Regions from separate parts of the Mus musculus genome. Here all the other regions are linked to region 3. A link is a contact called in public HiChIP or PLAC-seq data. All regions are on one chromosome and are shown on one strand. Each heading gives the region's core, a stretch centred on a gene start, on an enhancer-like site or on the middle of the called end of the contact. The rest is flanking DNA. Distances are from core to core; before and after follow the strand shown.

The links. HiChIP or PLAC-seq counts read pairs in DNA pulled down with a chosen protein or histone mark.
Region 1: an HNF4G HiChIP or PLAC-seq map of pancreatic cancer cells shows a contact between it and region 3. The contact joins the enhancer-like site here to the promoter of Szrd1 in region 3. A contact is called at or near these places in 4 of 39 promoter capture datasets (the HPC-7 cell line, cranial neural crest, hippocampal neurons and 1 more), 18 of 484 Hi-C or Micro-C datasets (B cells, the C2C12 cell line, CD4 T cells and 13 more), 11 of 115 datasets of contacts at active chromatin or transcription factors (the 230-238 cell line, astrocytes, bone marrow-derived macrophages and 3 more) and 1 of 9 other capture datasets (pancreatic islet).
Region 2: an H3K4me3 HiChIP or PLAC-seq map of bone marrow-derived macrophages shows a contact between it and region 3, with 10 times the contacts expected there. The contact joins the promoter of Hspb7 here to the promoter of Szrd1 in region 3. A contact is called at or near these places in 4 of 39 promoter capture datasets (hippocampal neurons, liver and stem cell-derived epiblast-like cells), 1 of 484 Hi-C or Micro-C datasets (embryonic stem cells), 5 of 115 datasets of contacts at active chromatin or transcription factors (bone marrow-derived macrophages, embryonic stem cells, microglia and 1 more) and 1 of 9 other capture datasets (pancreatic islet).

What each region holds. Positions count from the first base shown.
Region 1 is chr4:141,562,588-141,566,779 of GRCm38.p6, forward strand. No RefSeq gene overlaps it. Among named protein-coding and RNA genes, the nearest start is that of B330016D10Rik, 19 kb to the left of the region's middle. Within about 2 kb of position 2,919, at least 66 of the 459 cell types and tissues checked have an H3K27ac peak or open chromatin away from gene starts, as enhancers often do. A contact at or near this core is called in the C2C12 cell line, astrocytes, embryonic stem cells and 1 more, where this site is marked.
Region 2 is chr4:141,419,396-141,423,973 of GRCm38.p6, forward strand. Hspb7 (heat shock protein family, member 7 (cardiovascular)) reads left to right here and starts at 1,384. Exons shown (of 3, transcript NM_013868.4): 1 at 1,384-2,585; 2 at 3,106-3,239; 3 at 4,484-4,578. The coding sequence starts at 2,390.
Region 3 is chr4:141,138,387-141,142,689 of GRCm38.p6, forward strand. Szrd1 (SUZ RNA binding domain containing 1) reads right to left here and starts at 1,410. Exons shown (of 4, transcript NM_001025608.2): 1 at 1,306-1,410. The coding sequence starts at 1,356.

The sequences.
Region 1 (4,192 bases), core at 1,669-4,168, 430 kb after region 3:
GTTTCCTCTGAAGACTCCTCTTCCCGTTTTCCAGCAACTTTCAGACGTCCATTGCTGATCCTAATTCAACAGGCCTGGCTTTCTGTCTTGGCTCCCTCCTTCCTCCTGAGCAGTGCTCTGGATTTGGGGGGGGGGGGGTTGGAGGTGGGGCGGGGAGAAGGCTCATCAGGTAAAAGCTTTTACCTCACAAGGCTGTTGACCACTGGGACTCACCCAAAGGTGGGGGGAAAGATCCAACACTACAGGGCTGGCCTTTGACCTCCACATAGATGTTGCTCATAAACCTTCACAGAGAGAGAGAGAGAGAGAGAGAGAGAGAGAGAGAGAGAGAAACTAAAGGGTTTTTCTGTTTTTGTTTTAATATTTATTTATTTAATGTATGTGAGTGCACTGACACTGTCCTCAGACACACCAGAAGAGGGCATGGGATCCCATTACAGATGGTTGTGAGCCACCATGTGGTTTCTGGGAATTGAACTCAGGACCTCTGGAAGAGCAGTCAGTGCTCTTAACCACTGAGCCATCTCTCCAGCCCCTAAAGTTTTAAAGATTTCAAATTAATTGCTTAATCTGTCCTCTAAACCAGGCATAGTCACACACACACACACACACACACACACACACACACACACACACACAAACTGTAACCACAGCACTCAGAAAGCTGAGGCAGGAAGGTCAAGGGTTCAAGACCAGCCAGTAGCTCATGCTATAAAGTTGCTAAGCGTAAGGCTAAAACTCTCCTGCACAGCCATGTGGCAGCGGCTCACTCCTGCAAACCACTTCTGGGAGAGCCGAGGCCAGATTGCTTCTGGGAAAGCCTGGGCTGCAGTGTGAGACTCTGGTTCAAAAACCAAATAGCCAGGCATGGTGGGACAATGCCTTTAACTCCTTGCACTTGGGAGGCAGAGGCGGCAGATATCTGTAAGTTCAAGCCCCTGAATCAGATTAATTTGGGTCGAAAACCCCAAACTGAATGTCTCCAACTGATGAAAACAAAAGTTGTCAGAGACAGGGTCTCAGTCACTAGTGGAGAAGTTAGGCTAGATGCTCGTGAGGGACCCCTCCATGTCCAAAGTGGCAAGAGAGGGCATGTTCTAGATAGGCGCTGTGTAGCTAGGGAGAGACACCCCAAACCTGCACATGTATAGGGGAGAGCTAGGACTCTGGAAAGATGCTTCAGCAGGGGGAACTCTGAGTTTGGGGCCAGAGTTTTCATCCCCATGTGACAGGGCAAGAGAGAACAGAGGTTCCTCCATCTTGTATTCTTGCTGAGGCCAGTTCATGCTTAACTAGAATTTGATCTCCTTCATGGAGAATCCCATGGAAAATGACACGACTCTGTTCTAGGAACGGAGGTCAAGATGTCCCAGCTAGGGCTGGAGAGATGGTTCAGTGGTTATGAGCGCTGACTGTTCTTCCAGGGGACCTGAGTTCAGTACCAAGCACCCACATGGCGGCTCACAGCTGCCTGTGATTCCAGTTCCAAAGGATCTGGCGCCTTGGCACAGGCATGCCGGCCGAACACCAGTGCATATACAAATAAATAAATCTTTCTAAAAAGATACCCCAGCCGGGCGTGGTGGTGCACGCCTTTAATCCCAGCACTCAGGAGGCAGAGGCAGGCGGATTTCTGAGTTCGAGGCCAGCCTGGTCTACAAAGTAAGTGAGTTCCAGGACAGCCAGGGCTATACAGAGAAACCCTGTCTCCAAAAAAAAAAAAAAAAAAAAAAAAAAAAAGTCCTTTCCCACAATGCCTAGCGGTGCTTCGCTTTGTCTGGAACTCCAGACTGTACTCCCAGCCAGCCTGAATAAAGGCTTTCTTTCTGTCTTTTCATTGTCTGTTTCCTTTTGTTTTGTTTTGTTTTGTTTTTTGAGACAGGGTTTTCTCTGTGTAGCCCTGGCTGTCCCAGAACTTACTAGATAGACCAGGTTGGCCTCAAACTCAGGAGAGTTCATCCTCCAATCAGCCTCCCAAGTGCTGGGATTCAAGGTGTGTGCCAGGACACCTGGCAAGAAAAGGGTATTTTTAAATGAGGTTTAACCCATATACACACTTCCTTGAGTAAGACTTACTAAATCAGGCTACTGTGTCATCTGGAAAGGTGGAAGGTTTGAGCCAGCTGTTACTAAGAAGAGGGTGGATCCCTTGATCAGCAAGTGACAGCCAGAGAGATTTTGGGGTAGTAGCAACTGCTACCTTGCAGCTGAAGGGCCGGGAAAGAGAGCTTGCCCAGCCAATCTGAACCCTGAGGCTGCTAATCAACACAGCAAGAGAAGACTCTGTGGAGCTCCTGGTAGGCTCCCACTATGTAGACCATGCTGACCTTGAACTTACAGCAGTTAAGATCCTGTACCACGGGGGCTGGTGAGATGGCTCAGTGGGTAAGAGCACCCGACTGCTCTTCTGAAGGTCCAGAGTTCAAATCCCAGCAACCACATGGTGGCTCACAACCATCCCTAACAAGATCTGACGCCCTCTTCTGGTGTGTCTGAAGACAGCTACAGTGTACTTACATATAAATAAATAAATTTTTAAAAGAAAAAAGATCCTGTACCACTCTTGCTGAGAACTTGAATTGGCTCCCAGCACCCACTCGGGGTGGGGGGGTCGGGGGTGGGGGACGGACACGGGACAGGACTTTGGTTATTCGAGCTCCTGGGGATTCAACACCCTTTCCGGCCTCTGAGGCCCCCTGTGCTCTGGTGCATACACTTCAAGTACATAATTAAAAAAGAAAGAAAGAAAGACTTTAAAAAAAGAAACCTAGTTTTCAATGTGGGTTTCTAAGAAGATGCTAAATACAGAACTATGGAATGTAAGCTATTTCCCCTCCATACTTCCCCAGTCCTCAGAGCCCAAGAATGAGCTCCGACTTGAGAGAACAGAAAGCTTTTTGGTTTAAAATGCCGGGTGGGGCGTTGTTTCCCGCTCCGGCTGGGGCTGGAATCCACCCATTGTGATTCAGCTCTCCCCGCTGTTCCTTGGAACTAGTGAAGGACAAAGCCACAGCTTTCCTCACCTCTCTTAGAAAAGGCCACAAAAGACAGATTTGGGAGCTCTGTGGGTGGCTAAGCATTTGTGGGTTGATCAGAGGTTGGAAGTTATCTCATCTCCCGGCCTCCTAGTGAGTCTGAGGCCCACCTGGGCCACAGGAGACCCTGTCTAATATTTAAAAAAGAAAAGGAAAGGAAAAAAAAAAAAGGAGGAAAGCAAAGTGAAAACAAAGTCTAGCAGTTGGGCAGAGGTGACACATGCCTTTAATCCCAGCACTCGGGAAGCAGAGGCAGGCAGATTTCTGAGTTTGAAGCCAGCCTGGTCTACAGTGAGTTCCAGGATAGCCAGGGCTACACAGAGAAACCCTGTCTCGAAACAAAACAAAGTAAAACAAAACAAGTCCAGCAGTACTTATGGTCCTAAGCAGCGGCTACCAACCTGTGGGTTGTGACCCCTTTCATAAGGTAAGGGAGTGCTGAAAGACCCTTTTGCCTAAGACAATACCGTCGCAAAACACAGAAACAGTACAATTGAAAGCGGTAGAAAAATAACAGTTATGAAGTAACAGCGAAAATAATTTTCTAGTTGGGGGTCACCACAACGGAGGAGCTGTCTTAAAGAGTTGCACGAAGTGTTAGGAACGTTGGGAACCACTGGCCTAAGGTGATAAGCCATCCACTTTTAGAACCGGTTGATCCAATGCAGTTCACACTTTTGGGAAAAGGCCGAATTTGGCTCTGGGGGAAGTATCAATCTGAACAAGTAGGTTTGGTGATGAGTCCTCAGACTGCCAGGAGCCCCAGGATGGAAGGCAGGGATGGGAGTGGCTTATCTAGGGTCACTCCCCTAGCCTCAGCCCCCCCCCCCAACCATTAAGGAAATACAAGGGGCTGAGACTTAGCTGTAGGCATTCCCCAAGCGTAGCCTATGGCTCAGGAATAGTTTTTAAAGTCTACCCTAGTTGGGACTGAAGAGATGGCTCTGGACAGAGAGCATGCACTGGTTTTTTGATGTTGATTTGTTTTTGAGACATGGTCTCACTATGCAGCTCAAGTTGGCTGGCCTGGAGCTCACAGAAATCTACCTGCCTCTGCCTCCTAAGAGCTGTCATCGCAGCCGGCCTTCCTTGGTTCATTTTTAAATATTAATTTATTTGTATTTTATGTATATTGGTGTTTTGACTGTGTATATTTC
Region 2 (4,578 bases), core at 134-2,633, 280 kb after region 3:
GAACTCAGAAATACGCCTGCCTCTGCCTCCCGAGTGCTGGGATTAAAGGCGTGCGCCACCACGCCCCGCTCGAGGTTCTTGTTTTTGACAGTCTCATACTTGTGTACGATCCACTGAGATCGCCTTCACCGCACTCCCAGATTCTCTGTCGCCCCGCCCCTATGCTCCTTCCTGCTAACACCCCCGCTTTTATGCAAAGGTTCCTCTTTTCCCCAGGCCCCATGCAGACAGCCACGGCTTCTGTGTAGTCATGCTTGCAAGGTCATGTCATCCGCAGGTGACAGCACCCCACCACACACCTCCCTCCATCCTCCCATCCCCTCTCTGTGGTGCTCCTTGGACTTTGGAGAGGCTATTGTTTTGGGTGTTTTTCAAACAGGGTTTCAGGAATAATGACCTCCAGCTTCCTATGAAGCCGAGGCTGACCTTGAACTCCCGATCCTCCAGGGGCAACAGGCATGTCCCACCACACCCAACTATGGACCAGATCGGCTCTGAAACTCCTCTCGTCTCTGGGATCTGGCAGAGAAGCATGTCTGGTGTCAGGAGAATGACCTTGGTGACCTTTCGAGGTCCTGCCTGGCCACTGAAGCCAGCACTCAATATTTATGTGGATGACTGCTCAGGAGTGTGGGGAAAGGAGGGGGGATGGTGGGCGGGCGTGGGGGAGTAAAGCGAGCTGACACCCAGCGGCAGTGACTCAGGCCCTCAGCACCGTGACAGTGACAGCGTGTCTGCTTTTAGCTGGTGGCTCTTGTGTCCCTGGCGGGCTTCTCCAGGGGGCCCCCCACCTCTGTCTGTCTCACCTCAGTACCGGTGAGCCTCTGAAGCCTTGCCAGACACACTTCAGCTGGGACTGGCAACACAAACTAAAGTTGCAGTAGGAATCTGGGGGTTGACAGAGCCCTCTATCTCCAGCCATTATTCTGGCCCCCAGCTGTGTCCAGTCCTGTTCTCACTTCACAAATCACTGGGGATGCAGCTGGAGCCAAAGACAAGAAGGGCGGTCCCCACACCTTCAGGAACTCGCAGGTTGATGGGGAAAGACAGGTGAACCTCCTCAGGATTAGGGACTAGGGGAAACCACAGAGAGGTCTCAGAACTCACAAAAACTGTCACTCTGCCAGGTGTTGGGGGACTCTGAACAGAAGGAGCCCTGTGTGGGCTGGAGAAAGCAGAGGCTTCCATGGGAGAGCGAGAGGAGGTGGTTATATGGGGAGGTGAAGATCTGGAGAAGTGTACTCCAAAATTAAGGCATGGGCTGAGCGCTTCCCTAGGCTTCTGCCTCCTGCCCAGCATCAGAATCCGGGATTCTACTCAAAAGTCAACGGAAAAAGAGGAGATTCTCGGACACAGGGGTCTAGCACATCTGGATGGAATCCCAGCCATTCCAACGTACTTAGGTTCAGCCCACCCCTCCTAGGAGGCTGTATTTCCTGGTCTGGAAACTGGCCTCAAAGCTCCTCTTTTTGAGTTGTGTTAAGATCAAAGAGGGCTCTGCTGGGAAGAGACAGCAGTGGCCAGAGACATCGTGGAAGCCGGAGCTAAGGCACCTGTCAGCGGTCGACCTTACCTGGATGTGAAATCATGTGACTAGGACGCTTGGGCAGACACCAACTCTGAGCCTGAGGTAGAGCGAGCAGACTGTTCCCAGCAACTTTGCCCCTTAGACCTTTCGTGTTATCTGCTCTTTCCCTGAAGCTGGGCCCAACCCCACCCCCACAGCCTCAACTCCAGCCGCCAGCTCTCTTTTCCTCTGCCTCTTATGGTCCTGGGAGTGGGGATAAGGTGAAGAATCACCAGTCCCTGTGGCAGATGACAGGGGTCACCCACACGTTCTATCTCCCCTCCCTGGGCTTTCTCAGCCTTCCCTAAGAGATAGCTGGACCTGGAGCGCCTCGGAATCCCTCGGGGTACCTGCATGTATATACTCTCTCCTCAGGAGTCTAATAAGGGAGGCACAGGCCCTGGGGGGCACAGTACAAGAGGAGAGGAGGGTCCCAGGCTATCGAGGGGACCAACAAACCACGAAGTCCTGGGGACAGGCACAGGGCAGGACCCACCCCCTGCCCTGGCAGGTACAGAGGTCCTTGGGGCTGGAGCTCTGGACTAACAGTGCCAGGTGGTGAGCTCAGCCTTGCAACCCTGCCCTCCTGTGTCGGGCTGTCAGCAGAGCCGTTTCTCCCAAGAAGATTTCCAGGCCCCTCTGGGCAATGAAGAGGCCTAAATTTAGCCAGCAGACAAGGGGCTGGCCTCGAGCCCAGGGACAGTTGGGCCTTATAAAGCGCTGGCAGTCAGGGGCCCCGGCACGCTTCCGTGGAGGCCTGGACCCACTCGTTTCTCCAGCCCAGCCCCTGCCCGTCTGGACAGGGACCCCCGCTGCCTGTGGATGAGCCATCGGACCTCCTCCGCCTTCAGAGCGGAGAGAAGCTTCCGTTCCTCTTCCTCCTCCTCCTCCTCCTCTTCTTCTTCGGCCTCCCGTGCCCTTCCAGCCCAGGACCCACCCATGGAGAAGGCTTTGAGCATGTTTTCAGACGACTTTGGCAGTTTTATGCTGCCCCACTCGGAGCCCCTGGCCTTCCCAGGCAAGTGCTGGGGCTCTGAGGGGAGGGGAGGGCCACAGGTGGGGGACATCTGCTCCAGGCCATCGCCGAGCATGCTGTGGCCACCCACCTGCCAGACATAGGTGCCGCATGGGTCACAGCCATATGTGGCTGTCAAGGTAGACCTGGCCACCAAGACAGATGTGGCTACGATATAGGTGGGCTACCTGGGACCCTAGGGGTGAGATGTGAATCAAATAGTCTCATATGGCCAGTGTCATAGCGGGAGCCCTGGAGGGCTGGCGCTGGGACTGAGGGGCGGCTGGCCCTTCAGAGCTTCCAGGTCAAATTGCTAAAGGGGGAACTTGTCTGCGTAGACACAGATTGAGGTGCGTGAGGCTCACCTCACTCCATCCCTCGGGGACAAGGTAGGCTGCAAAAGTGAGGCGAGGGGCTGTTGTCTGGGAGAGTCACTCATTTCCCCAAGAGAAGAGCAGAGACCCTGAGGGTCTGAGGCTCCGGCTTGCCTGGTGCCCAGCTTATATAGCAGCCTTGCCCACAGCCCGTCCCGGGGGCCAAGGAAACATCAAGACCCTCGGGGATGCCTACGAGTTTACAGTGGACATGAGAGACTTCTCCCCTGAAGACATCATTGTCACCACCTTCAACAACCACATCGAGGTGCGGGCTGAGAAGGTGAGTCTGGCCCCTGGCCCGCCCCAGGGTCCCCACCTTTGCTCCTGCACTCTGCCTGGTCTAGCCTGGTCTCTGGGCCCTACTTTCCCCCTATCTTTGTAGGCTTCGTACCCTGATTTATGTTCCTTCCCTGTCTGTACCCAGGGTAAACTACAGCCCTTTCCCAGTGGGCTCACGGGCCAGGGACCTTTACAGTCCCTCTCCAACCTAAGGGTCACAGAACCTGTCTTTGGGGACCATGCCATGGCACCTGAGGACCCTCTAGGGATGGGCAAGGGATCCTGGGATGAGGTCAGAGAGGAACCTGAGTGATGGAGATGTAAGGGGGGTGAGGAGATGAGGACAGTCACCATGGTGGAAAGTGACCACGGTGCAGGAGGGACAGCTCCCTGGCACAGGGTAGAGGAGGTGGCAATGACACACCCAACCTGGGCAACACGGTCCATTCCTACCACATCTCTACCTCGCCTTCATCCCAGAGCCAAAAGTCTGGGTCCTGTCGTGGCACCTCCATACTGGGACTGAGGCTGAGCAGAAAGCCCTGAAGCTGAGTCACAACCACCCTCCACCTCATGTACCTTACCCGGAGTCTCAGGGTACCTAGATCATCAGAGGAGCACGGCCAGCAGCTATCCCAGCTCTTAAGCCTGTGCTTAAGGATATTCTTAAATATTCTTAGAGGATATTTATCAACACCTTCCTGCCACCCCCAAGCCTGGCTAGCTCTCCTAACTCAGGCTGGACACTGGGAAACCCTGCCAGGGGTTCGAGGACTGCGCCACTGGCCGCACGTGCCAGCCCCACATCCCAAGAGTGACTCAGCCAGCCAGCTCCACTGAACACTATGTGCTGGGCTGCTCGTGGGGGAGGGCAGGGGCCCTGATGTGGACACTCAGGGTGCCTGGGGAGCCAGAGGGCACAGCTGTGTCATCTCCCCACTATGGCTCAAGAATCTCAGACTTCCAGTCACTGCTGTGGAAGCTCAACCCTTATTGAGCCCCACCCAGCCCCATCCTATACCCAGCTTCCCTGGGGACCCCTAGAAGGCCTCTGAGTCCCTCTGCACAGCCCTGGGATCCTGGGCACCCCAACACCCCTGGCCAGATCTTTTGTACCCTGATAGCTGAACCCCTCATCACACAGTGGGGTAACTGAAGACAGAGAGCAAAGACGAGACTCTGGCTTGATTTTGGGGTGAGGCTAAGGCTAGGGCAGCCATTCCTGACCTGTCATCTGTCCCCCAGCTGGCAGCTGATGGCACAGTCATGAACACCTTTGCTCACAAGTGCCAACTACCAGAGGATGTGGACCCAACATCGGTGACCTCGGCCCTTCGAGA
Region 3 (4,303 bases), core at 160-2,659:
GTGAATTCCAGAAAAGCCAGGGCTATATAGAGATCTTGTCTCAAAAACACCAAAACCAAACAAACACACACTTTCTTGATTCAAGGGGAATGTACCTTAAACCTCTATTAAATAATCGCTGAACCAAGCAGGCCTTCCAAGGCTCGTTAATGCTAAGTCGAAAAGCATCACCAATCTTTCGAGAAATGCTGAACTAGCGGAAAAAACTTCGAGGCCAAGTTTCAACATTCCTGTGAAGATACACCACTGCTGTGCTGGTTAGAAGCGCTAGGGGAAGACAGACCCAACTCCTCCTCTATCCTAGTATATGTGACTCCCCACACATAAACTTTTGAGGTGAATGTCACCGGAGCGGAGCCCAGCCCAGCCCAGCCCAGCCCGGCCCGGCCCGGCCCGGCCCAGCCCGGCCCAGCCCAGGCGCGGACACATGGTCACCAAAGAGACATTTCCGTCTCCACGAGGGTTAGCTTCGAACCTCAAACTCTGAAATTACCACGAGAATCACGAATCTAATAGAGGAGTTCCTACTTGGGATAATTTTTCCTTTTCCTGTAACTTTTGGGGGCAAGCAAAAACTCTCACTCGCATCATACCGATCGGTAATCTCCCCTTCTCGCAGGCATGAGGCTATCTTACAAATCACACCCTTCTTCCTTTCCCTTCCCTCCACTCAGAAGAACGTAGTCCGAGATCCTTCCCACTGCGCAGATCTTAGGGTGGGTCCCGGGGAAGAGCAGATGCTTTGCAGAGTTTAGGGGAGCTCTGCTGAGATCCCCGGAAAACTCGGACTAAAACTGAAAGAGGAAAAGGGAAAGGAAGAGAAAAAACCAGGCTCGCTCACCGCGGCGGAAGGCGCACAGCGGCGGGGGATTTCGGCCCAGAGCCCAGTGGTCCCAGAGGACACATGGTCGCTTGCTCCCCGCTGTCTCGGGGCCTCCTCCCGCTCTTCCTCCGAGCCAGGCACTCCACCCGAGCCCCTCCCTCACCAGACGGAGCTCAAGAACTTTAAAATGGTCCCTAGGGCGCGGGGGACCAGAGAGAGTTGCCCCGGGGTAGAAGGTGGGGCGCCCAGAGCGAAGCGCACACCGCTGGGCGGAGAGGCACCCGGCAAAGGTGGAGAGAGAAATGGAACGCGGCCCCTTTAAGAGGCCTTCACGGCGATCCGGGACCGGGGGCCTCTCTTCCACCTCCGGCCCGGCGTGGGAGACCCTTCCTTGGGGAAAACTCTCCCCAGACCCACTCCCCGGAGGCTTCCCTCACGCCAGGTCCGCCCAGCCCTACCGCGGGGCGGCAGCTCCTCCTTACCCCGCTGTCTGCCGCCTCCTCCCAGCTCTCAGCGACCTCCTCATCTTCCATCTTACTCGCCGCTTTCCCTCCTCCCCCAACCCCTCCCCGCGCCTGCGCCTTGAAGCGCGCCTGAGTCGCGGGCGGAGGCACGCAGGGCTTTCCTCAATGGACCACGCCCCCTCCCCCAGCCCGGAAGAGGCGCCCGGCCAGGTCCTCCACTCGCCTGGTCTGCCATCTTGGAAGAGGGCAGGGAAGTCAGATCGGCCTCCATCTTTCATGAGGTCAATACGCTCGCTGGTTTACTGAATGAGAGAGTTCAAGTGACGTTACCTGCTCCAGTTCGGGAACTGTGTGCTTTGGAACCATCGTTTCTTAAGGGCAGGCAATGATTGAAAATTAATTTTTTTTTCAAAAATTGAATCTCAAAAGAAAAAAAGTGAGTCTAAGTTTTTCTAAGCTACAGGTCACATGTTTGTTTTACAGCATTTTTTTTTTTTTTTAAGGTGTGCGCCACCACACCCGGTAACCAGTCATACTTTTTTTTTTTTCTAAGATTTATTTATTTATATGTAAGTACACTGTAGCTGTCTTCAGACACTCCAGAAGAGGGAATCAGATCTCGTTAGGATGGTTGTGAGCCACCATGTGGTTGCTGGGATTTGAACTCCAGGCCTTTGGAAGAGCAGTCTGGAAGAGCAGTCGGGTGCTCTTACCCACTGAGCCATCTCACCAGCCCTGTTTTACAACATTCTTGAGACATTTCTATACTTAAAGAAAGGATTAAAAAGCATCTTTGGCCGGACGTGGTGGCGCACGCCTTTAATCCCAGCACTCAGGAGGCAGAGGCAGGCGGATTTCTGAGTTGGAGGCCAGCCCGGTCTACAAAGTGAGTTCCAGGACAGCCAGGGCTACACAGAGAAACCCTGTCTCGAGAGGAAAAAAGAAAAAAGCATCTCTGGGCTGGAGATATGGCTCAGCAGTTAAGCGCACAGCCTGCTCTTACAGAGGTCCTGAGTTCAAATCCCAGCAACCACATGGCTCCCAACCATCTGTAATGAGATCTGGAGTGTCTGAAGACAGCTACAGTATCAGTATACTTACAGATAAATAAATTAAAACATCTTTAAAAAAAAGAAAGAAAAGAATTAAGGCAGCAGGAAGAAAAGACTCAGACAGCTGAAGATGGTGAGAAGCATGGCATTAGGAAGCAGGCACTGCCTGAGCAGTGCTGGCCCTCGCCTTTAATCCAGCACTCAGGAGGCAGAGGCAGGGGAATCTCTGTGAGTTTACAGAATGAGTTCTAGGACAGCCCCTGTCTCAAAAATTAAACCAAAAGGAAACAAGACAACAACCACCACCCTCCTCCCACACACACCTTATTATACTGAAGAGTCACAACCGGTATCTGACTTCCCTTAAAAATTCTAAGGGGGTCGCCGGGACGCGTTTAATCCCAGCACTTGGGAGGCAGAGGCAGGTGGATTTCTGAGTCGCCTGGTCTACAGAGTGAGTTCCAGGGCAGCCAGGGCTACACAAAGAAACCCTGTCTAATGGGTATGACTGCTGAAGGGTGGGGGGCAGCTGGTGGGGGTGGCTTGCCTGTCTGTCTCACCTCTAATCCTTTCCCCAAACACAGACAACATTTCTGGGACATGTCCCTTATAGTTAGCTCTATCAAAAACATGCTGTTGAGTAAGGCAGCAATGTGGGTGCTATAATCAAGTTAACTGACTTGGAATGTGGTTTTCCCTCATATTTTTAGGGTCCCATTAATCTTAATAAAGTAAGAGTTTCCTGTTGTGACATTTTGCAGTTTGTATTCTTAGTGATCATAATTGCAACCATCTTGGTAAAATGTTACCAGCTTTTTTCTCCTCCTCCGAGATTTCCCAGCATTCTGGATCATTGCCAGGTCCGTTGTCACGGGGCTCTTACCTAGAACCTCCTGCTCTACACCTCTGCCTGCATACTGAAGCCTTTCAAGATGCCAGCCCCAGCCCCACCCCCACCACCTGGCCCCTGGAGGGTTTCACTATGTATCCCAGGCTGTGCTATAATTCACTCTGTAGACTGGGCTAGCCTGACTCCAGCTGACAGGGATCCACCTGTCTCTGTGTGCTGAGCACTGAGATTGAATGTGTGTGCTGCCGTGGTCAGTTGGGATTCCAGTTCATGTAATCAGGCTTCTTGTTGACAGATATCTCACAAGCAGTAAAAAGCCTGTTTGAAACTCAAAGAATTGGACTATTTCCCTATCTTCAAGAACAAAGGATGTCATATTGCCCATCTCTGGTTACTGTATTTGTGAGTCTTCTGTGAATTCATTTTTAAGTGTGTGTGTGTGTGTGTGTGTGTGTGTGTGTGTGTGTGTGTGTGTGTGTAAGCCAGAGATTGCATGACAGGTGTCTTTTTTGATCACTCTCCATATATTGAGGCAGAGTGTCTTACTTGGACCCTGGCCTAGACAATTCAGCTAATTGGGGATGCCTCTCTCCTAACACTCAGGCCTGTTCGAGGGTTCCAGACATGCCCTCAACTGTCATCTATGTGGAGCTGGTGATCCGAACCCCAGTATTCATGCCTACACAGCAAGTGCTTTACCAGGTAGCCAATGAATACATTTTTTGAAGCAAATTCTCTTGTGTCTTGGAAACAGTGATGTCAATGAAACTCTCTTACACCAACTATAATGGCCAACATTTCCGAGGAATGGGCATGTTTTCAGCCTTGTAGTTACAGAGTGCGGCCAGCAGAGGGAGACAGTTTCTTATAATTCCTCTGTGGTAGACACCCCTAAAGGCAGGACGATCTTTTAGCTGTGACTTTTTCCAAGAGATTCAGGAGGACATAAATCTTGAGGATAATTTGACGATGCTGCAAAAATAATAACTTCTGTTCCACTTAAGTGGGCAACCAAGAAGCCAGCAATCCCTTGAGACCCGGGGCAAGTCCTTTCTTCGCTTGGACGGTTTCCTTCTCTACAAGAGGAGAGCATGGGACAGAAAAACTTCACTGC